Linked DNA regions of Mus musculus: regions 1 and 2 are each linked to region 3. Evidence: chromatin contacts called from public HiChIP or PLAC-seq data. All regions are on one chromosome and are shown on one strand. The core of a region is the stretch at or near the end of the contact, and the rest is flanking DNA. Distances in the headings are between cores, read along the strand shown.

Evidence for each region. HiChIP or PLAC-seq counts read pairs in DNA pulled down with a chosen protein or histone mark.
Region 1: a contact with region 3 is called in a FOXA1 HiChIP or PLAC-seq map of pancreatic cancer cells. The contact joins two enhancer-like sites. A contact is called at or near these places in 2 of 115 datasets of contacts at active chromatin or transcription factors (embryonic stem cells and pancreatic cancer cells) and 1 of 9 other capture datasets (adipose tissue).
Region 2: a contact with region 3 is called in a FOXA1 HiChIP or PLAC-seq map of pancreatic cancer cells. The contact joins two enhancer-like sites. A contact is called at or near these places in 15 of 484 Hi-C or Micro-C datasets (B cells, CD8 T cells, the G1E-ER4 cell line and 12 more), 1 of 115 datasets of contacts at active chromatin or transcription factors (pancreatic cancer cells) and 2 of 9 other capture datasets (adipose tissue and pancreatic islet).

Annotation. Positions count from the first base shown.
Region 1 is chr1:43,167,550-43,170,827 of GRCm38.p6, forward strand. It overlaps a transcript of Fhl2 not described here. Among named protein-coding and RNA genes, the nearest start is that of Fhl2, 5.2 kb to the left of the region's middle. Within about 2 kb of position 1,267, at least 111 of the 459 cell types and tissues checked have an H3K27ac peak or open chromatin away from gene starts, as enhancers often do. A contact at or near this core is called in pancreatic cancer cells, where this site is marked.
Region 2 is chr1:43,464,336-43,467,694 of GRCm38.p6, forward strand. All of the region lies in intron 1 of Nck2 (non-catalytic region of tyrosine kinase adaptor protein 2), which reads left to right. Among named protein-coding and RNA genes, the nearest start is that of Nck2, 20 kb to the left of the region's middle. Within about 2 kb of position 1,771, at least 84 of the 459 cell types and tissues checked have an H3K27ac peak or open chromatin away from gene starts, as enhancers often do. A contact at or near this core is called in pancreatic cancer cells, where this site is marked.
Region 3 is chr1:43,304,010-43,307,178 of GRCm38.p6, forward strand. All of the region lies in intron 1 of LOC115487086 (a long non-coding RNA gene), which reads right to left. Among named protein-coding and RNA genes, the nearest start is that of Gm29040, 44 kb to the left of the region's middle. Within about 2 kb of position 1,877, at least 47 of the 459 cell types and tissues checked have an H3K27ac peak or open chromatin away from gene starts, as enhancers often do. A contact at or near this core is called in pancreatic cancer cells, where this site is marked.

The DNA of each region.
Region 1 (3,278 bases), core at 17-2,516, 140 kb before region 3:
GGGAAGTATAGAGCCCCGAATTCAGTCCTGTACCTGAGCGCCCTACCTATGATGAGATCTCTGCCCTCAGGTAAGTCCTGAGGCTTCCTAGTCTTCAATTTACTCCTTTGCAACATGATCTAACTAAGATCTAGTTTAAGGAATTACTGTGGAGGTCTGTAGTCCTTCGCTGTCTTGCATATAAACCAGTTAGGACCAAACAGTGCCACGTTTAGCACAGAGCGGGTCATTAGTAAACAGTAGCTCTTTTTTAAGAGTGAAGGGGTGGTAAATCCAAGAATAAGAAGCCTGCATGCTGCATTCTCATCGGGGAGGAGATTAAGACTTAGCTCCTGTTCTAAAAATGGAAATTTCTCTTCTGGTTGAAAAAATGCTGCTGTAGATAACAGGGTAGTTTGTCAAAGGAAAAGAAATCAGGACAGAGTCTAATTCCCCAAGCCACAACAAAGGCGAGTGAAAGGTTACCGAGTTCTCTTGTTTATTACAGTGGGCCTGTAATTCTGTTACCAGCCATCCACTCCCTGGGCCCCAGGGCCACACAGCTGCGGAAGCTGGAGGGAATGAGCTCTTAGCTGCACGTCCCAGGATGCTCAGGAACCATGTGAGAGGGCAAATCCTTGGGAAAGCAGCTCTCCAGGTGATCCCAGAAGGGCTATGAATGAAACAACTCCTTGGAATCTCAAAGGCCTGCGGGCAGGGTATTGGAACCCCACCTCGTGTTTTCCATTTCAGGAAGAGGGGAGGAGGGGGAGGAAGAGCAGACACAGAAGTGTTAGGAACTCTAAACCCCAGCCTCATGTATCACATCCTCTGGCCATGGGAGGAAATACAGACGGAAACATCACTAAATCAAAAGGTTCAGGCTGTGGATCAGAGTGAATCAAACGGTGACTTTGGATTGGCCTGCACCAGCATGAAGACGGAGTATCTGAGGCAGGCGAGTACTATTACCTGGTGGCAAGCCAGCTAGTGAGAGAGGCTGGCTGCAACCTCACCTGTGAGGAATAGACTGGGGTTGCCTTCTGATGGCGGTCACTTCATGGGGACCTGGAGGACATCATCGCCATCAGGAAGAAAGCAAACACATGAACGAGGTCCAGGAGACAGACATCCCTATATGGGTGTCACCGACTGACCGTCAGCACTGGAAAGCTTTGAGAGCACCTTTGTCCCTTGGAGGAGAGAGATTCCTCCCACGTAGACATCCCCACTCAACCCTGGGCAGGAAGCTGCCTGCATGACTCAGCCCTGATTCAGAGCTCACCTCCCAATTGCCTCACATGGTTGGGAGGTGAGTAAGTGTCTCGGATCAGAAAGCCAGGAGAAGCAACAGGAGTGATCAAAACCCATGCCCTCTCCACCTGAGGATCGGGAGGAGGCAGGTGTCCACATGCATCTGGAAGACACAGACCCATGTCCTGGTGTGGTGGCTCAGCAGGTTCAACATGCTTTCTAAAAAGCACCGAAAACCAGACAGTTGACAGGGCCACCGCAGCAGTCTTCTCAGAGCTTATGCAAACAAGGGCTGCCTAAGGCTTCCTCCAACAAAAGGGAGGAGTTCCCATCTTCTACTCCTAGAACCCATACTCTGTTCATTTGCCCGAGATTACCAAGATAAGCTTAGCACTAAACCAAGGGCCACCACCTCCCCTTCTGCAGCCTTTCAGGCTCTGCTAGGGAGGGAGATGCTGGGCTCTCTGAGAAGCAGTTTCCATGTCCCATTTATTTTCTCTCTCTTTTTCACAAACGTGGTTAGTGGATGCAAATAGTCAGTGTTTGAAGCCTCAAAACACGCCTGACTCCCAGCCAAACCCACAAACGACTCTATGATTCTTAGTTTTCCATGGGTGGTTAAAGCTTGCTTGGAACACTGGATGCAAGTTTCCACTGTGGCTTTGACAGGACACTGAGAAAGACTCTGGTTGGCTGAACCACCAAAAGGGGGGGGAAAAAAAAGAAAGAAAAAAAAAAAAAACCAAAAACCTCTGGCATCGAAGTTCCGTCCTGTCAGCGAATGTTGGACTCATGAGAGCTTTCCTGGTACAGATCCTGAAAACATGCGCTCACTGCATGTTTGAGACCTCTCTGTTCTCTGCTCTCAGGCCTTTTCTGGACAGACTTATTCACCCTTCAGCTTGCCTTCTTTGGCTGTCTTACTCTCTCTTGCCCTGGTCAAGACACCTCAAAACGCTTACACACATGGCCTGTGACCATTTATCCCTATATTCCTGAAAGGGGACAATTCCTTCTCCTGGGATGTTTACTTAAGCCACACTAAACCCATTTCTCTTGTATGGAGTAATTTTATGAGTCAGCCTTGCAACTTTGAGATCTCACTCTCTCTCCTTCTCTCTGGTAGACAATCTTAATAGTCTGTCCAAGAAGGGCTCTGGGACAGCCTGGCTAGAGGAGGGAGTGGCTGAACTCAGGACTGATGGAAAACTATGGAGCCATGGTAACTTTCTGTCACTACAGAGAAAATCAGTCTGGCTCACAGTTGTGAGTGTTCTTGGTTAGTGTCATTTCGTGGGCCTGTGCTGGGACTTTATCTCAGCATGGTGTGATAGAACTGTTTATCTCAGAGCCAAGAATCAAGAGAGTCAGGGTCTGGGATCCCCTGATCACCTTCAAGGACACCCTTAGCCCTCCTCTGGGAACCAAGGCTTAGTTGTTAGTGGTGTTTGTTTGTTTGTTTGTTTGTTTGTTTTCATTTTAGGTTCCAGAGATCCAACCCAAGTTTTGTGTATGCTAGGCAAACAGTTTCTACTCAGCTATTACCAAGTCTTGGGGACCAAGATTCTAGCACATGGACTTTGGGGGACATAGAAGATCCAAGTGTAGTGAAGAGGTATTTGTGGCTCAGATAAGCCCTTCTACTTTCTCTTCTTTATCTCACCTGTGAAACGAAGGGAACAGTGCCTCTCTTTTTACCTTATGAAAAGAGATCTTTTTGTAAGAGATTTATCTTTTCTTCGATCCATTTTACAGTTAGATTTAATGATAGTATTACTAGAATTCTCCCCTGTGGGTAATTCTGCACTAGAAGAAGTTAGCTATTCATGTCTTAAGTTCTCCCAGTAAGGAAATTGAGGACAATCTTCTCCCTAGTTTGGAAGATGCTTTAAAATTGGGCCTAGGAGTCTCGTGGCAGAGCTTTCCAGAACAACCAAGTTTCTTTTTACCTCCTGAGTAGTTGACTGTTAGAATACCAGGAATATATTTTCTAAAATGTGTGACCGTCAATATCTCCTGGTAGTAATATTTGCCAGAAAACTGAA
Region 2 (3,359 bases), core at 521-3,020, 160 kb after region 3:
GGTTTGAAGAAGCTAAGCAATTTATCCAATTGCTAGTCTTGGCAGCTTTACTTTGGAGCATTTTCCTGTGGGTGTGCTCTATTTGCACGCCTCTGCCATGGTGCTTGGCTTGGCATTGGCCACAGTCACGATTCCTAGGTGTGTTGCATGTTCATTCTCCAGATTAATGGGCGGTGTGTGGTAGACATCCATAATTATTTTAGCCATGCAGTTTGAGTGGACGAGCTCCCTTAGCTGTGGCTGCCCTCCCAGGGCTGCTGCTTCAGGGTTCAAGCCCAAAGCACTGTGAAGCTGCCTCAGAATCTGATAGCCAATCCTGTCTGTCTGGGAAGGAAACCAGTTCTGGTTGTCTAAAGAGAAGCTGGCGGCTTTGCCAGGCAAAAAGATCTGTAGGTGCAAACAGAGCTCCAAGTATTTTATTGAGACCCAGATCCATCCCCTTTCTTTTCCTCCTTTCCTCCTTTCTTACTTGCTTACTTAGAGATTTATTTATGAGGGCCCCAGGTATGCTAGGCAAGAGCTCTACCACTGAACCACACCCCTAGCCCGAGACCTTGATTTCTGAGACACAGTTTTTTGGCACTTTTTATTTATTTTCTTTCTGTGGTATGGATGCCTTTGAATAGTAAGGATGACACAGTAACTTTATTCTTCTTTATTGAGTGTATCTCTTTATTGTTCTAATTTTATAAATTCATGTCTTGCTAAAATGAGCAGAACAGACTCCTTAAGACAGTTGTGAAGAAGACTCCTCCCCATCTTGCAGACTTCCTGTTCTCAGCTTCATGTTTGCAGCCTCTGTTTTTGTGGCCACTGTGTATAACTGTACAATCTTCTCAACACATACATCTCTCCCTTTGAAGGGACTTCCTGACAACAGATGAAACACTCTTAGCCTTGGCATGTCCTTTTAAGAGTGACTGTTGCTCTTGGTAGGTTGTTCATTGGAGCCATATTTGGGGCACAGGGTAAATGGTAGAGTTGGATTATTATGCTTTTAGTCAGTGGCCAGATGAAAGAGAGGCCTGGGTATTCCTTTGTTTAGTAACCCATTTGCTACACACAAACATCATCTAATGGTGGGGGTGTGCTTGAGAAATCTGTCATGTGATTCATGTCACAAACCTAAATGGTACAGGAATACCAGACAGCCATGTTACACACCTGGAAGGTCTGGATGTATGTATGTATGTGTGTGTTCATTCTCTTGTTTGTAGTCATGATGACAGCTGTACAAGATTAAATTAAGCACAAGAGAACATGAGGCAATCAGGAGACACAGTAAGCTCCAAGTATTTAAGACAGCAGAGGGGTTATAGTTTGTGTGTGTGTGTATGTGTGTGTGTGCTATGAGCAGTCATTTATCATCAAGTGTAATGTCCTGCATACAATTGCACATGCATTTACATATGTGGCACAGTCGGTTCCATGAGCATCAGTGCCAGGGTGGCTGTGACATTACCAGTCTGTAGGATGTTTGTGTTCCAGTGTCCCCTAAGAACCACTGTAACTTACGTGATTTGTCAGTGACTGAAATTTCATTATGTGGCACATTATTGTATTTTCCGTCAGCTTGTCATGCCTGAAACAGGCAGATAGCCTACCAGAGGTACTATTTAGATTGTACGTTTTAGAAGAAGACATGTTTTGACTGGGTGTCTTTGTAGGCATGTGTATTGGATGTGGCAGGCCCAGACTCCAGACTCACAGAGCTTAGTAGTAGGCTGTGTATTTTCAGCTGCTACACGTGTACTGTTTATTACGCAGTGTCAGGTGACTAATACAGGATACCAGAGTGGCCTATTTTTATTACTTCTTGGTCAGCATTTGCTACCAAGCATGACTCTTCAAAATTACTATTCTCGTTCTCCGTGAGGTTTTTATGGTGTTTCCCCTAATTTTTTCAAGAGTGCAGAAAATTACTTTACGGGGTACCTTTTTTTTTTTTTTTTTTAGCAAAAGGGTGAAGAGGAGATGTTGGAGGTGAGGGCCAGTTTGAACCAGTGGGTGTGAAATGCCGCAGCACTCGCAGCTTGAGGGGCACAGAAGGTGTGCAGGCCTTCCAGCTGGGAACTGTGTGTGCTGAGGGCGTGGTCCTGGAGGCACTGGAAGGAGTAGGAGAACTTGGTCTGTTTTAACCTGCCATAGATACCTTGCTCTCTGAGGGCTCTTTTCCCTTCCCAGAGCCCATCTACACTGTGGCCTGTGCTAGGAACCCAGGGATGGGCTTCTGCAGACTGTGCTTGCATCCACACACCCTGCCTCTGCTCCCTCATAGGTTTCAGGCCCTGCATTCTGTTGCCTTCTGTAATGAGGTCTGTTAGATTTATTACTAGTTTTAATGTCTACAAGTTAGTATAATGATAGACTAGTGCCTTTGTTTTCAGGGGTTTTTTGTTTCTGTTTTTGGATGCATACTGTTGGTCAGACTCAGGAGTGGAGGGAAGTGTTGGTCTCAGAAGCCTGCTGTCCTTTAACTCCTTCCATGTGGGTTGCACATAGGTGCACATAGGTCGCTGTGTGAGGTGGATGGTGCTCAGCAGCACACGGAACCAGGGGCTGCTGCTTCTGGTGCTGACTGAGCATAATTCCATCCACAAACCTTGTGTCTGTGTTTAGAGGGCCTGCGGGGGTTTTATTCCCTCTGTGCGCTTTGCCATTGCAGGGATTCTGTGTGGGTGAAGTCCACTCTCACCTACCAATGCTGAACGGTCGTGCTCACCTTCCTCTCTCTAGAAAGAGGAAGCCTGGAGTGTTTGATTGTGGAGTCCTGTCTGTTCCTTTCATTAGATCCCTTTTACTTTAGTGGTGTCATATTTATTGTTGTTGAGCCACTGTAGGCAACCCCATTTAAAAAGTAGAGAAATGTATTAATGTAACTTCCCATTCAGTTGTTACTGTAGGGCAACTGCCAGCATAGTCTGCTCGTGATGGACAATAAAAGCTTAGAAGTTGACATTGAGTTAACTCGGTAGGACTTTATTTTTTTCATTTAGCCTTGTTTCCACAATAGCTTAACTGCTGTTTTGTGGAAGGTATTTTTGTAGATGTTCTAGCTTGGTGCGCTGATAAGACACATTTAGGAATATCTCTTTCTGAATGTGTAGAACAGTGCTTGGCAAATAGCCCCTGGACTGAATCTGTCCCGCTACCTTTTGTGTGATCAGCCGTATTAGAACACACCCTGGCCAGGCATGGTGGTACATAACCCTAATACTTGGAAGATGGAGGCAGGAGGATCAGGGATTCAAGGCCAGCCTGGCTATGAGTCCCTGTCGCAAAGAAAGAAATACACAAAATCAAAAAAGAGAAAAAGAAGACAGCTGGGATTGGTCAGTTGCATGCTGCTTGTGGCCGCT
Region 3 (3,169 bases), core at 627-3,126:
AGGATTATGAGGGATTACCTCGCTTGCCATCACAAGGTCCTTAAAAGTTAGAAGACGGAAGCCGGGCAGTGGTGGTGCACACCTTTAATCCCAGCACTTGGGAGGCAGAGTCAGTGGAATTCTGAGTTTGCGGCCAGCCTGGTCTACAAAGTGAGTTCCAGGACAGCCAAGGCTACACAGAGAAACCCTGTCTCGGGGGGGGGGGGGAGTAGAAAAGGGAAACTGGGAGTGAGTCAGAGTGAGACAATGTCAGGATACTACCCAACATTGCTGGTTTTGAAGAGGAGGAAGATCCATAAGCCAAGGACCATGGGCAGTCCCCAGGAAAAATAGACAACAGATTCTTCTCTCTCCTCTGAAAGGGACACACTTTTACCTGGACCTTGGCTTTAGCCCCATGATACCTCTGTGGAACTTCTAACCCACAGACACACAGGCACATTTGTGTTATCTTAAGCCACTGTGTTTATTACTTTTCTCAAGGTTGTGACAAAATTCCAGGCAGCAGTGGCTTCAGCAGGCTAAGTTTGTTATTCCAGCTCATGGTTTCAAGTGACATCAAGGCTCTAATGGTGGGAGAGCCTAGTGGCAAGAGCAGGGCCTGTCCATGGCAGTGGGGGCTTGTAGTACAGCTTGCTCCCTCCTTGGCAGATCAGAAGCAAGATCTGGGGCTAAAACTGGAATCAGATATCAACACAAAGCTCACTGTCAATGACTCAATTCTGCTGCCTAGGCTACAGAATGGAAGGCTCCACAGCCTCCCAAAACAGTGCCACCAGCTGGAGACCAAATATTCAAACACCCGAGCCTATGTGGGAGATCTCACATTGAAACCATAATTACTACTTGATGGTAATTTGTCACAGCAGCCCTGGAAACGCTAACAGAACCACAGGGCTCAGCCTAGTTCAGGGAACACCATTTCATTGACACATTACCCTTTTATTTCCCCTCAATACATAGATTAGTGTATTTCACACGGGCATCCTTTGCTGGCCCTAAGTCCAAGATCCTGTTTGTAACTGTTTCTGAATTTCAGAAAAAGAAAAAAGAACTCAGGAGGCCAACTTCTCTTCATCATCTTTGTTCTATCTCCAAGTGACTGAGCAGGACACCCACTCTGTATTAGGTCTGCTTTGTGTTTCTCTCTCTCTCACTCTCTCTCTCTCTCTCTCTCTCTCTCTCTCTCTCTCTCTCTCTCTCTCTCTCTCTCTCTGTGTGTGTGTCTGTGTGTGTGTGTGTGTAGAGACAAGAAGAGGTTAGCTCCCTGGATCTACAGTCATAGGTGGCTGTGTCACTTGAAGCTGGGAGCTTGGCCCAGATCGTCTACAAGAACAGCAAGTGCTCTTAACTGCTGAGCCATCTCTCTAGCCCTGTTTGCTTTGTTTTTCAATTAAAGGTTTTTGTTGATAGAAGGAGAAGGAGTACTTTCTTGCTTACAGCCTGTTTATCTAGCTTGGTGATGCCATGTTTACACAGCAGGAGCCCTGGAAATTAATCAATATTTCTGATGAAGCAACACTGAGCTCCACCTCAGCACACACAGTGGCTGGAAAATTTCGAGCTGCCTACACAGGCCCACCATTAAGCTGGTGCCAACTTGGGTGCAGACCAAGACACAAACATGGCAGTGAAGTCTCAGGATACTGTTAGTTTCCTGGTGTATGGAAAAGTTATATTTGCAAGGGGCTAGGGGCAGAATTCAGTTCTAGCAATGCCAGGAAATAGAAGTAATATTTCCATCACCTACAGCCTACTGAGTGTAGAGAAGACATGACAAGAGGCCATTATGGGACAGAGTAGCACGTGTAAAATAATGAGTCAGGTTTGCTCCTGCAGGGTTTCCTCAAACCCTCAACTGGTAAAAGATGCACTGTCTGCAACGTTCACTAAAGCCACTGCAATAAAGAGGTGTGTAAAGAAACAAGGTGCAGCGGTGTGTTACCCTACCACTGAATACTAGAAAGAGTTCCACCCCAAGATTGGGATCTCTCTTGCCTTTGAGTTCTCGGCAATGTGGGAACCTGGAGGGTTTTGCTCTCTCAGCAGTCACTGATTAACAGAAGAAAGGCAGTCATGTTCTCCTCGTTTTCTGCATTTCTGGACGTTTCAGGTCTCCTGGCGTCTTTCCAGTTGTCATTTTGTAATGCTGCTTCCTGAAGGAGGGCAAAGTGCTCCAGGTGTGGTCTCGTTTCCCTCTGAGCTCTGAGGTAATGCTTTCCCTCACAATGAGGCTTTGTTCTCACCTTTCTCTGACTCTCTCTGGCTCTGGCTCTCTCTGTTTCTTTCTCTCTTCTCTCTCTCTCTCTCTCTCTCTCTCTCTCTCTCTCTCTCTCTCTCTCTCTCTCTCTCACACACACACACACACACACACACACACACACACACACTTCATTCCAAGACCTGAGCAAAAGTAGGTTACTGATCCCTTCACGAAACACAGAATGGCCAATCATAGGCTCTCACATTTTTTTTCCTGTGGACTAAGTGTACTGCACCTGTTTCCGAGGAAGCCTCATATTACCCTGAAATTTTAGAGAGCCTCTCCTCATCCATCTCAAAGCACAGGTGGAAATCCAAGCTTATCTTACAACATCCCCATGGGAACAACACCCCTGCCTGCAGTGAATGTGACCTAGTTAGAACTCGAGGCAAGAAGCTTTGGGGAAAATTCCCCTCTAAGCCCCGGAAGGTCGACTTTCAAAACAGTATTCAGGGTGCCATCAGCCAAATAGTGTCCTGGAATGTGGCTGCCATAAAGAATGGCTAGAATACAGCTTATTCCCAGGAGAACGCAATTTCTAGAGGAATAAGGTATTTACTAGAAACAGTTAGGTGAGAGGTGATATTCTGACCGGTTCTGATATTGGAAGCCATGGAATCACTTGAAGGCTCCTGCTTAAGACCATGCAGAAATAGGCAATCGCGTAGCTTTGAGGTTAGGTAAAGGAGAGGCAGAATCAGTATGGCAGTTTTCAAACAAATGCTAAAGTCTGGGTTCTGCCTCAAGTGGGCTACCCTAAACAGCTAAGGTTGGGACACTCAAAGGAATTTCTAGCAGAAATCCAATTAGGAAACAAATTAGTATTGTCTTTCATCTAAGGCAGAGGACACTTTGATGGGGGTTAATCCCCTTTATACAATGCACATGTTTCTGTCTACTTAAAAA